2 separate regions of the Sus scrofa genome follow, and region 1 is linked to region 2. Evidence: chromatin contacts called from public targeted proximity ligation data. All regions are on one chromosome and are shown on one strand. The core of a region is the stretch at or near the end of the contact, and the rest is flanking DNA. Distances in the headings are between cores, read along the strand shown.

Evidence for each region.
Region 1: a contact with region 2 is called in a targeted proximity ligation map of alveolar macrophages. A contact is called at or near these places in 2 of 2 datasets of targeted methods (alveolar macrophages and skeletal muscle).

What each region holds. Positions count from the first base shown.
Region 1 is chr3:56,438,614-56,446,485 of Sscrofa11.1, reverse strand. TMEM131 (transmembrane protein 131) reads right to left here. Exons shown (of 41, transcript XM_021087250.1): 30 at 7,512-7,670; 31 at 6,566-7,149. Among named protein-coding and RNA genes, the nearest start is that of TMEM131, 170 kb to the right of the region's middle.
Region 2 is chr3:56,287,190-56,294,469 of Sscrofa11.1, reverse strand. The region is part of intron 1 of TMEM131 (transmembrane protein 131); the gene reads right to left. Among named protein-coding and RNA genes, the nearest start is that of TMEM131, 14 kb to the right of the region's middle.

The DNA of each region.
Region 1 (7,872 bases), core at 251-2,750, 150 kb before region 2:
AAGGTACGTATACATGTATGTGTAACTTGGTCCCCATGCTGTACAGCGGAAAAAAAAATAAAAAAAATGTTAAAATAGAAAAGAAGGCTAGCTCTCATAGCTCATTTCTTTCTTATATGTGTAAGAATAAAAGAAAAATTTAGGGGAAAAAAAAATCATGTCACTTAGTCTCCACCCAAAGAAACTGCTTCAGAACAGTGTCAGCCACTAGCAGTTTCCCTGAATGAGTGCAAGCCTAGTGGCTGTGGACCTAAGCCAGGCCAGGACAGTAACAACACCTGACTGGAGATTCAGGACAACCTCTAGAGAATTACCCATTCTGGCAGGAGTTTCTTTCTCCTCATCTTCTGCCTGTTTAAAAGGTCTAAGTGAGGCCACCAGACCACACGGACCAACACATGATTCCTTCGAGTCAGTACTGGTTACATTAAGTTTATTTCCCCCTATTTGTTCTGAAATGATACCTCAATATGAGTGTGACAACCTAAAATGTACCAAAAGATGCACATGAAGAAAATGCTTCAGGAGTTCTTTATGTTAAAGTGAATATTGTTTCCAAAAATTTACAGCTATTATCGCATTATTTTGTTCTGTGCTTAGATGGCAAAGATACTGGTTTAGCCCAGAAGAAGGTAGAAGAGAATATTTTTTGTCTTTTTAGGGCTACACCCGCGGCATGTGGAAGTTCCCAGGCTAGGGGTCAAATTGGAGCTGCAGCTGCCCACTTACACCACAGCCACAGCAAGGCAGGATCCTTAACCCACTGAGTAAGGCCAGGGATCGAACCTGCGTCCTCATGGATGCTAGTCAGATTTGTTTCTGCTGAGCCATGATGGAACCCCCAAGAATTCTTATTAAGTGAAAAAATTTTACATCTATCTCAGGAAAGGAATTAATAAGTCTGTGAGTAGATCCATATTCTCTTCTGTTCCAGCTTTTCCTGTACCCTGAGAAAGCTGTACACACTGTATGCAGCTCTAACCAGAACCAATAAGGTACGCGGGACTCAGACAAAAAGGCTGCACAACCAACTTTATGTAGCATATAGAGTTCAATTACTTAGGGTTTTCGTAAAAGTATTACATGCAATGAGAACTTTGATTTGTTTATTCTAGAAATAAAGTATCATGGATATTCAAGAGCAAACACACTACAACTCAATGTTGGGAGAGTAGAGCTTCTGTCTTCCCACTTACGCACTTCTCTCCAAGACTTTAAGGGCAATTCCTGCCTGCCCCAAACCCACTAGGTGGGCCCAGTGCCCACCTCCCAGACTTTTACTGGCTACATTCCACTAGTGGGTGGGGCTACAAGAGCTTGACACAGCCGATCCCAATCACCTGCCAAGACTGCTGAATAGAGAATCTGATCAGTGGCCTGGGGTGGGGCCCAAGATTTCACCTTTTTAAAAGCTCTTAGTGATGTCATTATTGCCAATTCCTGGTCCTCAGCTTTGGGGAGCAGGCCTTAGAAGACTTGCCCAATACCCTCTCTTCTATGTGGGTCAGCCACTGAGCTTCCTGTCCCTGACCTCAGAGGCCCTGCTCCCTAGAGCCAATACATGACCTTCTCTCTGCTCACACTCCAGCTTCTAGGCCTATGTTAGGTGAATCAAGTCAGATTTACTTTTGGGCTAATTACCTTTGCCTGAGGGACAATACGTAGTTTTAGAGGTGAGAGCAGAAGGCTTATCAGCCAAGCCTCAGTCTCCACCAGTATGTAGCAGATGCCCTGCCTTGGAAGAAAAGAACTTCAGGGTAGATTTTAAATTCTGGCTCTAAATCTAGTCTGTCTCTTCTCTTGGCTGGAGGCTCAGGAGGCAGGAGAGGTGACAGTCAGATCCAGGCCAGGGACCCTCCACACACACTGTAGCACTGACACTCCTCCTGGTCCTCACCCAGGAGCCTGGCACTGCATCTCAGACGTCCCCGACCCAGGCCTGGGCCAGACCAGGGGGAAGGTCAATCACTCTGAAATCCAAAATGTTTTCAAAGCTTTTTCTTCCCAACTCATTTAGAAACAAAACAGGATGAGTAAACTCTTTTGTAGCAAAACCAAAACTGAACTGACATGAACCTACTTTAGGGTCAAGAGTCACATGGCACACACGTCGTATGCCTTTCTGAAAACCCGGATTTCAACACAGGAGGCTCCCGAGTGTTGCAGAAGAGACTGCGGGTCTCCAGGGTTGCAGCCTCGCTGCTGCTGATGGGCTTCGCCTCCATCACACCCCACATCTGGTTTCCGGGGCTGCGCGTGAGGACCTGCTCTTGCCCAGAACTGCTTTTTCTCTGAAACCCTAAAGCCTCATGCCTCCTCCTTGGTCCCCTCAATCCCTGGGCTCCCCACCCCCCGCCCTTGACTTGTCCATGTCCTCCTTGCCTGTGAGGTCCCTTCTGGGTTAAGGTCCTGCTAATTACAGGCAGCCCAGCACATCCCTCATCACCCGCCAACACCCGCATGACCCTCCCATCCCCGGCTCTTTCTGCTGCCCCCGTCCCGCAGAACTCCCACCACCCCGTGGCCGAGAGTGCGACAGAGAACGACATAAGCGTGAGGAAGGCCCAGGGATCCTGGCGGGTCGCCCGTGCTGTCTGAGGGGCTGCTCTGCAGGTCTGCTTCCAGGCCCCACAGACCCCAGTCTACGGAATCTCAGTTAGCTAATGTGATTATTCCAAACTTCCTCTGGGTTGTGTTTCTCCCCTGCCGCTTCCCCTTCAGTCTCCAATGCTACGATGCACCCGCATCCACACACCTGTGGAAATCGAGCCCTTTTCTAATGTGCTGAGCTGGGGCTCCTCCCACCCACCTCCTTGGGCGTTTGGTTGTATAAACATCTCTTTGCTTCTCCTCCTTGTGAAGGAGGTGGTGAAGTGTGGTGATGAGCTGAGGGGTAGGGTTGGTCTTGGTGTGGGCTCCCCATCTACCTGATGTAACCTTCCTTAGACAGGTTTCAATGGGACTGGAAATGCCCATCCCAAGGTGCACGAGGCATGCGAGTTGTGTCTGGAACATTAGGAAGGGCTGACAAACACCACGGCTCTCAGCTATGCCAGCTGTTTTTCCCTTGATCTGTAGATATTTTTTAAGCACCGCTTTCCATTTTTTTTTTTTAATTGAAAATACTACCACACAATATGTGCATCCTTTTTGCTGGTTAAAAATCAAAGAACATGGAAACCACATATTAGAGAGTCACCCCCTCCCCCTTTACTCACTGGCCCCTCACACATGCTCAGAGATGCCGCTGGTAACAAGCTGGTATGAAGGGTCCTCTCTAAGCTACTGTAACCTGGCTTCTAGTTCCATCTTTCTGACAAGGCTATTCCTGCCAAGGTCGAGTAACGTCCAACAGCCAGGCTCTGTGGAGCTCAGCTCTAGCTCTGCTCTGGCCTGGCTGGGACATGCTAACCACACCTCCTACTTGCTTCTTGTCACGCTGTCTGCTGGCTTTCTTCTTGCTGGCCTTGCCCTCAGGATTCTGTTCTTAGAGCTCTGCTAAGACCAGCTTCCAAGCAGACATTCCTGTTGGGAGGTTCCACAGCCACCTGCAAGTCAGCAGGCTGGGGACAGCACCATTTCCTGCCCTAAAAGCCACAGTAGCACCTACACTCTACCATGCAAAGTAGCAGCTCTTTGCTTCCCTTTAAAGGTAACAGTGTTACTAAGCAGCACAGCCAGGATTTGATCTGGAGCTGCCTGAGAGTGGAGCCTGACCTTGTGACCCCACACCACTCTGCTGCTCACTCCCCCCCATAATGCCACATCCTAGACTGCCAATGGCAGAAACGAGGTGGCGGCAGATTCCACTGTTTCTGCAGTTAATGTAGAGACTGAAAACGGCTGCACCAGTCCAGAGCTTTCTCAGGTTTTAGCTATCAACCCAGCAATGGCCTCTGTCCAGTTCCCAGGGCTCAGGTCTCACAGGAGGAGAAACCACCGAAGTACCGAATCTACCAACTGTGCAGCTACAGAGTCCTGGCTGGGCCAGCTATGAAGACAGGCCATTTCTGGTCCTCCCCTCCATGCCGAACAGTGGCTGCAGGGATGACCAGAGAGGTGGCTGGAGGTCCCATTAAAACAGGGTGCTTGTGACACTACCTAAACTCACTACAGAGATTCTTTGAGGTGCAGGGCAGGGCTGGGGAGAGAAAAGGGCGCTTCTGAAAAGGGCAGGCTCATATTTAATGTAAACATGATGACTAGTTTAGCAGGGGCGCTGGGCTAAGCTCCAGAGAGATTATAAAGGATCTACCCAGCTAAACGCCTATGGTTTTATGATATAGCACTAGGTTGCAACCCCAAGATCAGTGCCCACCTTTTCAAGTGCATTTAAAAGACTGGTTTTCTCTATGTATGTTATACTTCAATAAAAACACTTATTGAAAAAAAAAAAAAAGATATGGCTCCTTCCTTCTTTCCAAACAGCAGTGGTGGGAAGGATAACGAGTGGCCGCTCATGTGAAGCTGGTAATCACTGTCTCCTCGTGGGCTCAAGAATCACTAACAATGTGGTACCCATGCTCCATCATTAAATATCTTTTAGGAGGTCAACTCTAGGACCACTGTGAAAATTTAAAAACATCTTTTTTAAAATTTTAAAATTTATGTTCTAGATGAATGACCATGAAAATAAAAACAGGCCATCGTACTGATGTTAGAGGGCTATCTTAGACAAGCAATGGGATATTCACCTTGACTGCCAAAGCCTATCTTTGCAGCAAGAAAGGGTGATACATGTTTATTCATGCTCTCAATAAGGGAAAAACTCACTATGTAACTGGATCTAATTAAAAAGAGGAACTTTAAGTGTTCACTTATTTATTTATTTATTTTTTGTCTTTTCTAGGGCCGCTCCCGTGGCATATGGAGGTTCCCAGGCTGGGGTTGAATTGGAGCCGCAGCCGCCAGCCTAAACCACAGCCACAGCAATGCAGGATCCGAGCTGCGTCTGCAACCTACACCACAGCCCAAGGCAGCACCGGGTCCTTAACCCACTGAGAAAGGCCAGGGATCGAACCTGCAACCTTATGGTTCCTAGTCGGATTCATTAACCACTGAGCCACGATGGGAACTCATTTAATATTAATATAAAAAGTACCCTAAAATCTATAAGCTCTATTAATAATAACAATAAAAAAAAGATTTCTGTGGAAGAAGTTAAATAATATTCAAGACATTTTCCTGTTTTATAAATCCAAATGTAATTATTCTAAGAAGACTCTACGGAGCTAGCCTTCAGATCCCTAGAACTAAAAATTCTCGAAAAGAAAACTGGACTTGGGAATGTCAGGTTTCTTCTGATGCTTCTTTAGCTCTCTTAGGGCTGCCAAGTTCCTTGTCCCCTGTGTAATCCAAAGGCAAAAACTCCTTGGTACATCAGTGAGGGAGGTGCCTGATGAGGCTTAGAGTAACATACAGACACGGCTGTCACAGGACAGAAAGGAAGATGCAAACAAGTTCAAGCTGTAAAGGGAATAAACTGAAATATAGCCAGAGGCCACTTACTATTTTTCACATTTTGGATTTTGGAAGTTCTAAGCCTCCTCTGTGTGTGTCGTGTAGATATCTAAGCGGGACCCAGTGATCCCTACCTTGTGGCCTTGTGGAGTCTGCTTTCCCGGAGTCCGGCTAGACCACACTTCTAAGGAGGACACTGTAGAAGGGATGGGCAATCACAGAGGGCCGTGCCTTCTGGCCTCCCAGGCTGCTCTTGCTTCTGCCTTTTTGCTGGCTTGCTCTGGTAAGGCCAACTGCTCTGAGCTGCCCTATGGAGAGGACTCAGCCGGCTACTGGCCACAGGCAGTAGGAAACCAAGACTCTCAGTACAACAGGCTGCGAAGGACTAAATCCTGCCATTGGCCACCTGAGTGAGCCTGGAGGCAGAGCCACCTTCAGCTGAACCTTAGGGAGACTTCAGTCCCGACCCCCAGCCTGATCACAGTTTTGGGAGAACAGGAGGGCCCAGCCAAGCTGCACCGAGGTGCCTGACACCTCCTGCCCCACAAACTGTGAGATAGTCAGAATGTCTACTGCAGCTGCTCAACTCTGCTGCTATAGCATAAAAGCAGCCACAGACAGTATGTAACGAATGGGTATGGCTGGGTTCCAATAAAGCTTTATTTACAAAAAGCAGTGATGACTTGGCCCACTGGCTGTAGTTTGCCAACTGCTGCATAGGTTGTGCAGAAATCCAATTTTTGAGTTAAAACGCAGATGATCTTCATTTTACACCGTTTAAAAAATTACTTTAACAAAAAAAAGAAGTTCAACCTACCACAATAACACAGTAATCATAGGCAGTTGGAAAGGAAAACATGAGCTGTCCAATAAATTCCTGAACATGGTTAAGTCATCTAAGAAATATAGTATCTTTGATGGCAAAGGGATACCTGCTTTTGCATCTTGATATGGAAAAGGTGAAGTCCAATAATAGAGATGAATGTGAGCCAGAAGAACACCTGCTAAATTAGCTATCACCATCACTATAACGGCAATAGCCCATTAGGCTCCCCCAGCTTCCCCTCACACATCACGCTCACCTGGCCTGAGAACACAGGCTTACCTTTGCTTTTGGACAGTGGCGACGGCGGCTGCTCTGTAAACACTTCTAGGGGCGGGGAGTCGTGGTGGTCGAAGTCCTTGTCCATGGCTTCTATGAGACTGGTGATGTCTGAGTCCTCGGAGCTGTGCCGTGCGCTGCTGGGGTGTTCTGGGTGGGGAGGGTGGGCGAGGGGTGCGGGGGACAGCCTCTCAGGCTGTGGCTCCTGGTGCTGAGGCACTGGCGGTGGCGGCTGCGGTGGCGAATGCTGCTCCAGCGGGCCATGGGCGTGGTGCTGGCTGCCGTGCTGGCTCTGTTTGGCCCCTTTGGATTTTCTGCCTGCTGTGTGGCCCTGGGCCACTGTGCTGGATTCTAAGACAAGGGGGCTCGCTTTGCTAGCCGACTGGGCGTTAGTCCTGCTAGAGGTGCTTGCGCTGTTTTTGGCCCTGACGTTTTCCACGTCAGCTGAGTTTCTATTGCTGTGGCTGCCGTGTGGGTGGCCTGAAGGGCCACACTGCTTGTGAGCCCCTGCACCGGGTCGGGATGCTGAGCCGCTTGCTCCGCAGAACCCCCGACTGTGACCAGGGTCACAGTTGAGTGTGTTCAAGCTGAAAAAAGGACCAACTGCAGATCAGTAATAGCAACCTTCAAAATGCTAAGATTAAAAAATTATTTCATTAGTACAGTCACCAAAAGAGGAACTACCCTAAGGAAAACACAGCAAGAAATAGGACACTTTCCACAATTCTAATGGGTCTGTTCTATTTGAAAATTTAGGAATCGAGCCATTGATCCTCATCAACAAAATAAAAACGTGTTATTTGCTGTGAGTTCTTAGTAACTGAGAGCTACACACAGGGTATCACTAAGATTTTTTTTCCTGAGTAAAGATGAAAAGAAACGTATTTGTTTAATTACATTGGCCAAATCTATGCATATTAGAGAATATATTTCCAGCAGGTGAACATACTTTCCTTCAGATGAAATACCAACGATTCTCCTGAGATCAAATGGTCTTCCCACATCAAAGGGTGGGTTTGAGGCCTCAAAGGATAGTCGCCTTCGAAACGGCTCCCAAATTCCTTGAGCTTCTAAATAGGCTGTTCCAATTACCAAAAGAAATAGTGCACTGCAGGGGTACAGAAAGTGGAGAATCAGGGTTCATTTGTTAGTGCAAGAGTAACAAAATCTGATCTTAAAGGCAGAGTTACTTGGTATAAGTACAATATGATATAAAAAACAAGATGCCTGTGACAAGGCAAAAAAGCACTGTGGATGAACGTCTATATACTGACTTTTCTTGAATGCCAACTTACATGGAGGCATCTATG
Region 2 (7,280 bases), core at 1,225-3,724:
ACACTGCTGGTGGAGATATAAAATGGTACAACCATTCTGGAAGACAGATTAGCTATTTAAGTTAAACACAGACCTACCATATGATGCAAACATTCCACTCCCAGGTATTTAACCAAAATGAAAAACATATGCATACAAAGACATACATGAATATACACAGCTTTATTTGTAATGGCCAAAAACTGGAAACAGCCCACATTTTCATCAACATATGAATGATAAACAAATCTGGTACATTCATACACTGGAATACTACTCAACAATTATGAGGAATAAGCTATTGCCTCACGCAAGAAGTCTGATGAATCAAAAGCACTGAGTAAAAATCTGGTTTCAAAATTATATACTTTCAAAACTATATGATTTCGGAGTTCCCGTCATGGCTCAGTGGTTAACGAATCCGACTAGGAGCCATGAGGTTGCGGGTTCAATCCCTGGCCTTGCTCAGTGGGTTAAGGACCTGGCGTGGCCATGAGCTGCGGTGTAGGTCTCAGACGCGGCTCAGATCCCGCGTTGCTGTGGCTCTGGTGTAGGCCAGCAGCTGCAGCTTTGATTCGACCCCTAGCCTGGGAACCTCCATATGCCGTGGGAGCGGCCCAAGAAATGGCAAAAAGACAAAAAAAATAAATAAATAAAACAAACAAAAAAAAAACTATATGATTTCATTTATATGATATTTTCAAAAAAAGAAAAAAAAAAAGAAAAAGAAAACTATCATGGTTGCTGGGAGTTACAACATGGATGGGGGTGTAACGAACTATTCTCTGTCCTGAGTGTGGTGGTGCTGGTTACAAAATATATACATGTATTAAAATTCAAAGAATTATACAGCTCTAGTAAAAAGAAAAAAAAAATCCGTTAAGACAGCATGTTACACACTTATACCACACACATTCGCTTCGCTCCCTGTCTCTTGTACCTGGCTGCTTTCATTTTGCATTGTATTAATGTAATGGCTCAATATCAGATTCTAGAGCTCTCCCTCATTCTTTTTTTTTTTTTTTTTTGCAAGTGTATAATAATAATCCATTATGTGGATATAATTATTCAACTATATATGGGCATTTAGGCAATTTCCAGTATTTTTCTATTACAAACAATCATGCTAAGAATAACCTTGTTCATGTGTATTTGTATGTCAGAAGAGTACCTTGAGGGTCAATTCCTAGGAATGGGATTGTGAGGTCGAAATTACAAACACGAAAAAAAGAAAAAAAAAAAAAAAAGAAATTACAAACACGTACATAGTTGTCAGAAACCATGCCAAATTTCTTTCCATTAAAGATTGTTACCATTTTTGCATTCCCACCAGCAAGGTGCGAGAATGCATGCTTTCCCACAGCCTCACCAGAGACGTTAGCAAGCTTTTAAACTTTTGCCAATCAGATAATTGAGAAACGGTGTCTCAGCTGTTTCTTAGACAAAAAGTGTATTTTTCCAGTTTTAAATAAACTAAAAATACAGCTTTACTGGAATTCCTCTGTGGTTCACCAGGTTAAGGACCCTTCATTGTCACTGCTGAGGCTTGGGTCCCTAGCCCAGGAACTTGTACATGCCGTGGGTGTGGCCAAAAAAAAAAAAAAAAGAATATATATATATATATATATATAGAGAGAGAGAGAGAGAGAGATTTATATCTCAATACAGCTATTTATATATATAATAGTTGTACTGAGATACAAAATCATATGCCATACAATTTCCCATTTAAAATATTCAATGCACAGTTTCTAGTATATTCACAGAGTTGTGCAACCATCACCACTAGCTGATTCCAGGCCATTTTCAATACCCCCAAAAGAAATACCATATCCATTAGCAGTCACTCCCCATTCCTTCCTCCTCCAACCCTAGGTAATCACTAATCTATTTTGTCTCTTTGGATTTGTCTATTCTGGACATTTCATTGAAATGCTTTTTGTGGTTTAAGTTCTCTTGAGGCACTAAGGATCTGGCACTGTCTACAGTGGCTTAGGTCGCTGCTTTGGCGCAAGTTTGATGCCTGGCCTGCAGCATGTCTGAAAAGAAAAAAAAGAAAAGGAAAGGAAAGGAAATTTAAACGTTTTTGTGGTCAAACATGGCCTTTTGTGATTGGCTTTGTTCACACAGCACAATGTTTTCCAGGTTCATCTGTCTGCAGCATATGCATCAGTACTCTGCTCCCTTTTTTGGCTGAATAATATTCCATTTTACACATCCATTCATCAACTGATGGGACATTTTAGTTGCTTCCATTTTCTGACTATTATGAAAGATACGTCTACGAACTTTTCTGTACACAAGTTTTTGTGTACATACATGTTTTCATTTCTTTTGGGTATTCAATCCAGTAGAATTGCTGGATCATACAGTAACTTTATATTTAGTATCTTGGTGCAGTGCCAGATTTTCTGCAAAGCAGTTGCACCATCTTATATTCCCAGTAGCAACGCATGACATTTCAATTTCTCCACATCCTCACCCACACTTACTACATCTTTTTTTATTACAACCACACCAGTGGATGTAAAAGTGGCACCACATTTTGGGTCTGATATGTGTCCCTCTGATGGTTAATGACACTGAGTATCTTTTATATCCTTGTTGTGTATCTCTGGAGAAATGCCTATTTAGATCTCTTGTCCATTTTTTCTACTGGATTGTCTTTTTATATTGAGTTCTTTATATATTCTAGACACATGACCCTTACCAGATATACGATCTGCAAAAAAATTCTCCAATTCTGTAGGCTGTCTTTTCACATTTTTTACATTGTCCTTTGAAGCACAAATTTTTTTACTTATTTCACTTTTATGGCCACACCCGTGGCACATGGAAGTTCCTCAGCCAGGGACTGAATCTGAGTTACAGCTGCAACCTACACTGCAGCTGCAGCAATGCTAGACCCTTTAACCCAATGAACCATGCTGGGGGTCAAACCTATGCCTCCGCAGTGACTGGAGCTGCTGCAGTAGATTCTTAACCCACTATGCCAAAGTGGGAATTCCTTTACTCTTATTTTAATATTTATTCATTAGACATAAAACTATCACTAGTTTTATATATGAATATCTAAGACTCTACTCTCAATTTCTTAACTTCTCTTGCTATGGACCAGTCATAATCAGTTTGGGGACCAGCACTGGTTCACAGCCTATATCTGAAATAGAAATGGTGTAAGATTCACCAGATGATAATGAAATGAGGTTCCTTAACACAAAACTTTTTCATTTTGATGATGTCTAATTTATCTATTTTTTCTTTTGTTGTGTGTATTTTGGTGTCTTATCTACCAGAAAAGTTCAACACAGACCAAACATCTCTGGTAGGCTCAATAATGGCTCCCTAAGATGCCCACATCCCAATTCCTGTAATCTGTGAATGCTACTTTAAATGGCCAAAAGGATTTTGGATATGTGATTAAATTAAGTACTCTGAGATGAGGTTTAAGTATCTAGAGAGTCGAGATTCTAGACTCTCTAGATAGGTCCAATGCAAAACAATGGTCTTTATATAAGACAGAGGCAGAAGAACAGAGGGGCAGAAGGCAAGGTGACAATGAAAGAAAGAAGTGGTGATCAAGCAAGACGGTGGAGTAATGTGAGGAAGAAGCTATGAGCCAGGGAATGCAGGAGGCCACGAAGGCGAGGAAGAGATTCTCCCTGAAGCCAACAAAGACCTGCCAACACCTTGATTTTAGAATTCCACTCTTCAGAACCATAAGAGAATAAATGTGCGCTGTTTTAAGCTACTAATGCTGTGGTAATTTGCGAGAGCATCAATGGGAAACTAATATAAGGTCCAAAGTTTTAACTGGGGGCTAGTCACATAGGTACCCTTTGCCTAGTACATTCCAGACTCAGAAGGAAAGCAGGTCTTAAGCATAAACCACATGCCCTCAGGTCTACTTATGGAATTTCTATTCTATTCCACTTAGGTGTCTCCATACCAATACCCTGCTTCTTCCAATTATATAATGGCTTAAGAGTATGTTTCAATAACTGCTTGTGCTAGTAACACCTCATAACTTTTCTTTTCCAGCATTTCTCCAGCACTCCTACATGTTTGTTAACTTTAATATCAACTTTTGCTGCTCTATAAAAAGTTTTGTTGGTATTTTTAAATTGCATTTGTGTAAAATTAATGTTAACTTAGGGAGACCTGAAGTTTTTAGATGTTGAATCCTCCTACCCAAGTACAAGGAATGCCTTTCTACTATTGAAATCTACTTTTTTTTTGCCTTCAAGAATGTTCTAAAGTTTTCCTCAGATGCTGCATCACATTTCCTGTTTATTCTTAAAACTATTTTATTGTTGTTGCTATTATTATTGATAGCTTTTTGCAATGGATGAAATATTTCAAAAAAAAAAAAAAAAACCTTAGAGTTTCAGTTTTAAAAAAAAGAATAAAAAACCTCAGGCACAGAGTTCCCATTGTGGCTCAGCAGTTAATGAACCTGACTAGCATCCATGAGGACGCGGGTTCAATCCCTGGCCTTGCTCAGTGGGTTAGGGATCCGGCGTTGCCATGAGCTATGGTGTAGGTCACAGATGTGGCCCAGATCCCACATTGCTGTGGCTCTGATGTAGGCCAGCAGCTACAGCTCTGATTGGACCCCTAGCCTGGGAACCTCCATATGCCATGGGTGCGGCCCTAAAAAGACCAAAACAAAAACAAAAACAAAAAAACACCTCAGGCACAATATACAGAAATACACACAACTAGAGGGAGTAAATGTAAGTATGAGAGAACAGCCTGTTAGGTGCTAGCAGCCCAAGTTCAGTGGGCATCACTGGACAGATTTTCTAGGGGGAGTAGAGATATGGGTCAATTCAACAAGAATGTTTAGTGCTGCTGTGATTCAATCAGCCAAAAAGCCATAGCTTAGAGCCAAAAAGCATGAGATAATTTCATCTGATAAAGCCTAATATCTATTCCTAATAACTTATAAAACTTAAATTCTTAAAAATACAGGAAATTTCTTAATTATTATCAAGAACATCTAATTTCAACCAACTACCCCAATCATACTTCACAGTGAAAAAAGATAAGGATGCCTACTTTTTCACTACTCTTATTTAGCACTGTTCTAAAGCTCCAACCAACGCAATTATACATATACATACATATTTACTATTGGATTAAGTTGTTATTTAATCTACGGTAGTTGTTATTGGATCTACAAAATGGCCATTTCATGTTCTGTAATAGTGTGTATTTGAGTGTATGTGTGCATATATATATGTATACACACATACATGAAAGAAAAATAAATAGAAAACATTATAAAGATGTCAACGAGTTTCAAATTTGTCTAACATTTTGATGCAATTCTAATCAAAAAAGCAAATAAAAAACAAGATAGACAAGAAAATGTTTTGGGAAGAATAATAATTTAAGGGAAGGGGATGACCTGCCAAGCCAGCTAATAAAATGGACAAATGAAAATGTAGTACTTAAACAAATCAAAAAATATACAAATATATCTGTGAAGAAGAAAAAAACAAAACGAAACAGGAGTTTCCCCTGTGGTACATGGATTAAGGATCCAGCATTGTCTCTGCAGTAGCTCAGGTTCTATCCCTGGCCCAGCACAGTCGGTTAAAGATCCAGCATTGCCACAGCTGTGGTGTAGGACACAGCTGTGGCTCAGATGCATGCCATGGCCAAAGAACCTCCCTATGCCACAAGTGCAGCTGCAAAAGGGGGAAAAAAAAACAAAAAACACAGAAAAATCAAGAAACAAATACAAGTATGTAACAGAATTTGCATGAAAAGGAAATACTATATATAATTCAGTAAGTGGTATTAAGGTAACTAACCACCTGAGAAAAAGATTCTCTACCTGACACCAATAGATTCTGAAGAATTAGAGATTTGCATTTAAAAGTAGAAGTATGAATTTAAAATACTTGTGAATATGGTGTTCTTGTCGTGGCGCAGTGGTTAACAAATCCGACTAGGAACCATGAGGTTGCGGGTTTGATCCCTGGCCTTGCTCAGTGGGTTAAGAATCTGGCGTTGCCGGAGTTCCCGTCGTGGCGCAGTGGTTAACGAATCCAACTAGGAACCATGAGGTTGCGGGTTCGGTCCCTGCCCTTGCTCAGTGGGTTAACGATCTGGTGTTGCCGTGAGCTGTGGTGTAGGTTGCAGACGCGGCTTGGATCCCACTTTGCTGTGGCATAGGCCAGCGGCTACAGCTCGGATTAGACCCCTAGCCTGGGAACCTCCATATGCCAAGGGAAGCGGCCCTAGAAAAGGCAAAAAGACAAAAAAAAAAAAAAAATACTGGTGAATATATATAAACTTTATGCACAGGGCTTCTTAAGCCTAACAACAAAAGCAGAAACCATAAAGGAAAAGAATGACAGATTTGGCTAATAAGTTTTTAGATAAAAATAAATAGAAAATTAAAAATTCAAATGCAAATGGAAACTTAGAAAAATATGAAATCCTTAACTAAGTGTTCATTTACTTTAAAAAGAAAAATTCAAACACCAATGGAGGCACTGACAAAGTCATGATCAAAAAATACAAAAGAAATACAAATGGCCAGCAAATGTGTCTAAGTGTTCAATCTTACCAGCATTTTTTTCAAATGTGCCGGGCACTGTGCTAAGGGCTTGACACCCACTACCTTGGCAAACCCTGCAATAACTCCTTGAGAGGTGCTATTACTACCCCTACTTCACAGATCATGAACCTGAGGCAGACAGTGGTTAATGCTACTTACCTACAGTCACACAGCCAGAAAGCAGATGCTGGAGCCCAGAGTTGCACTCTGAACCACTACATGCACATCTTAACTCCCTAACTCTAGCAGACTTCTCTCTCATTAACTTAGGTAACTCACACAGTGAGCCTGGTATGTTCTTACGCCATCTCCTTGCCACGCACAGCAGAATGGTGGTTCCCAGAATTCTTTCCTCAGTGACACACACTTTGAGTTAGGTCCATAAGTAGAATACTGCCTAGGGTCACCTAGAATTTCTCCAGGTTATAATGCATTCTTAGTATACCAGTTGTAACTCTATCATTCTTCTCTCTCTGAACTGAGATACATCTTACACCTAACTGCGTCACTCATCAAGTATGAAACCATGGTCAAGAAACACTAGCAATTTAAAAAAATCAATTAAAGAGTGCAATACCTTTTCTTGCCAGGTGAGAAGGGTAACAGCCAATGTGGGAAAGCAGATACCCTCACACAGTACTGGTGAGATGCTGAGAGTTTTCTTCAAAGGCAATTTGGCAATATCTGCTTTTTAAATGGGGAACTGACAATATTCCAGTATTCAGAA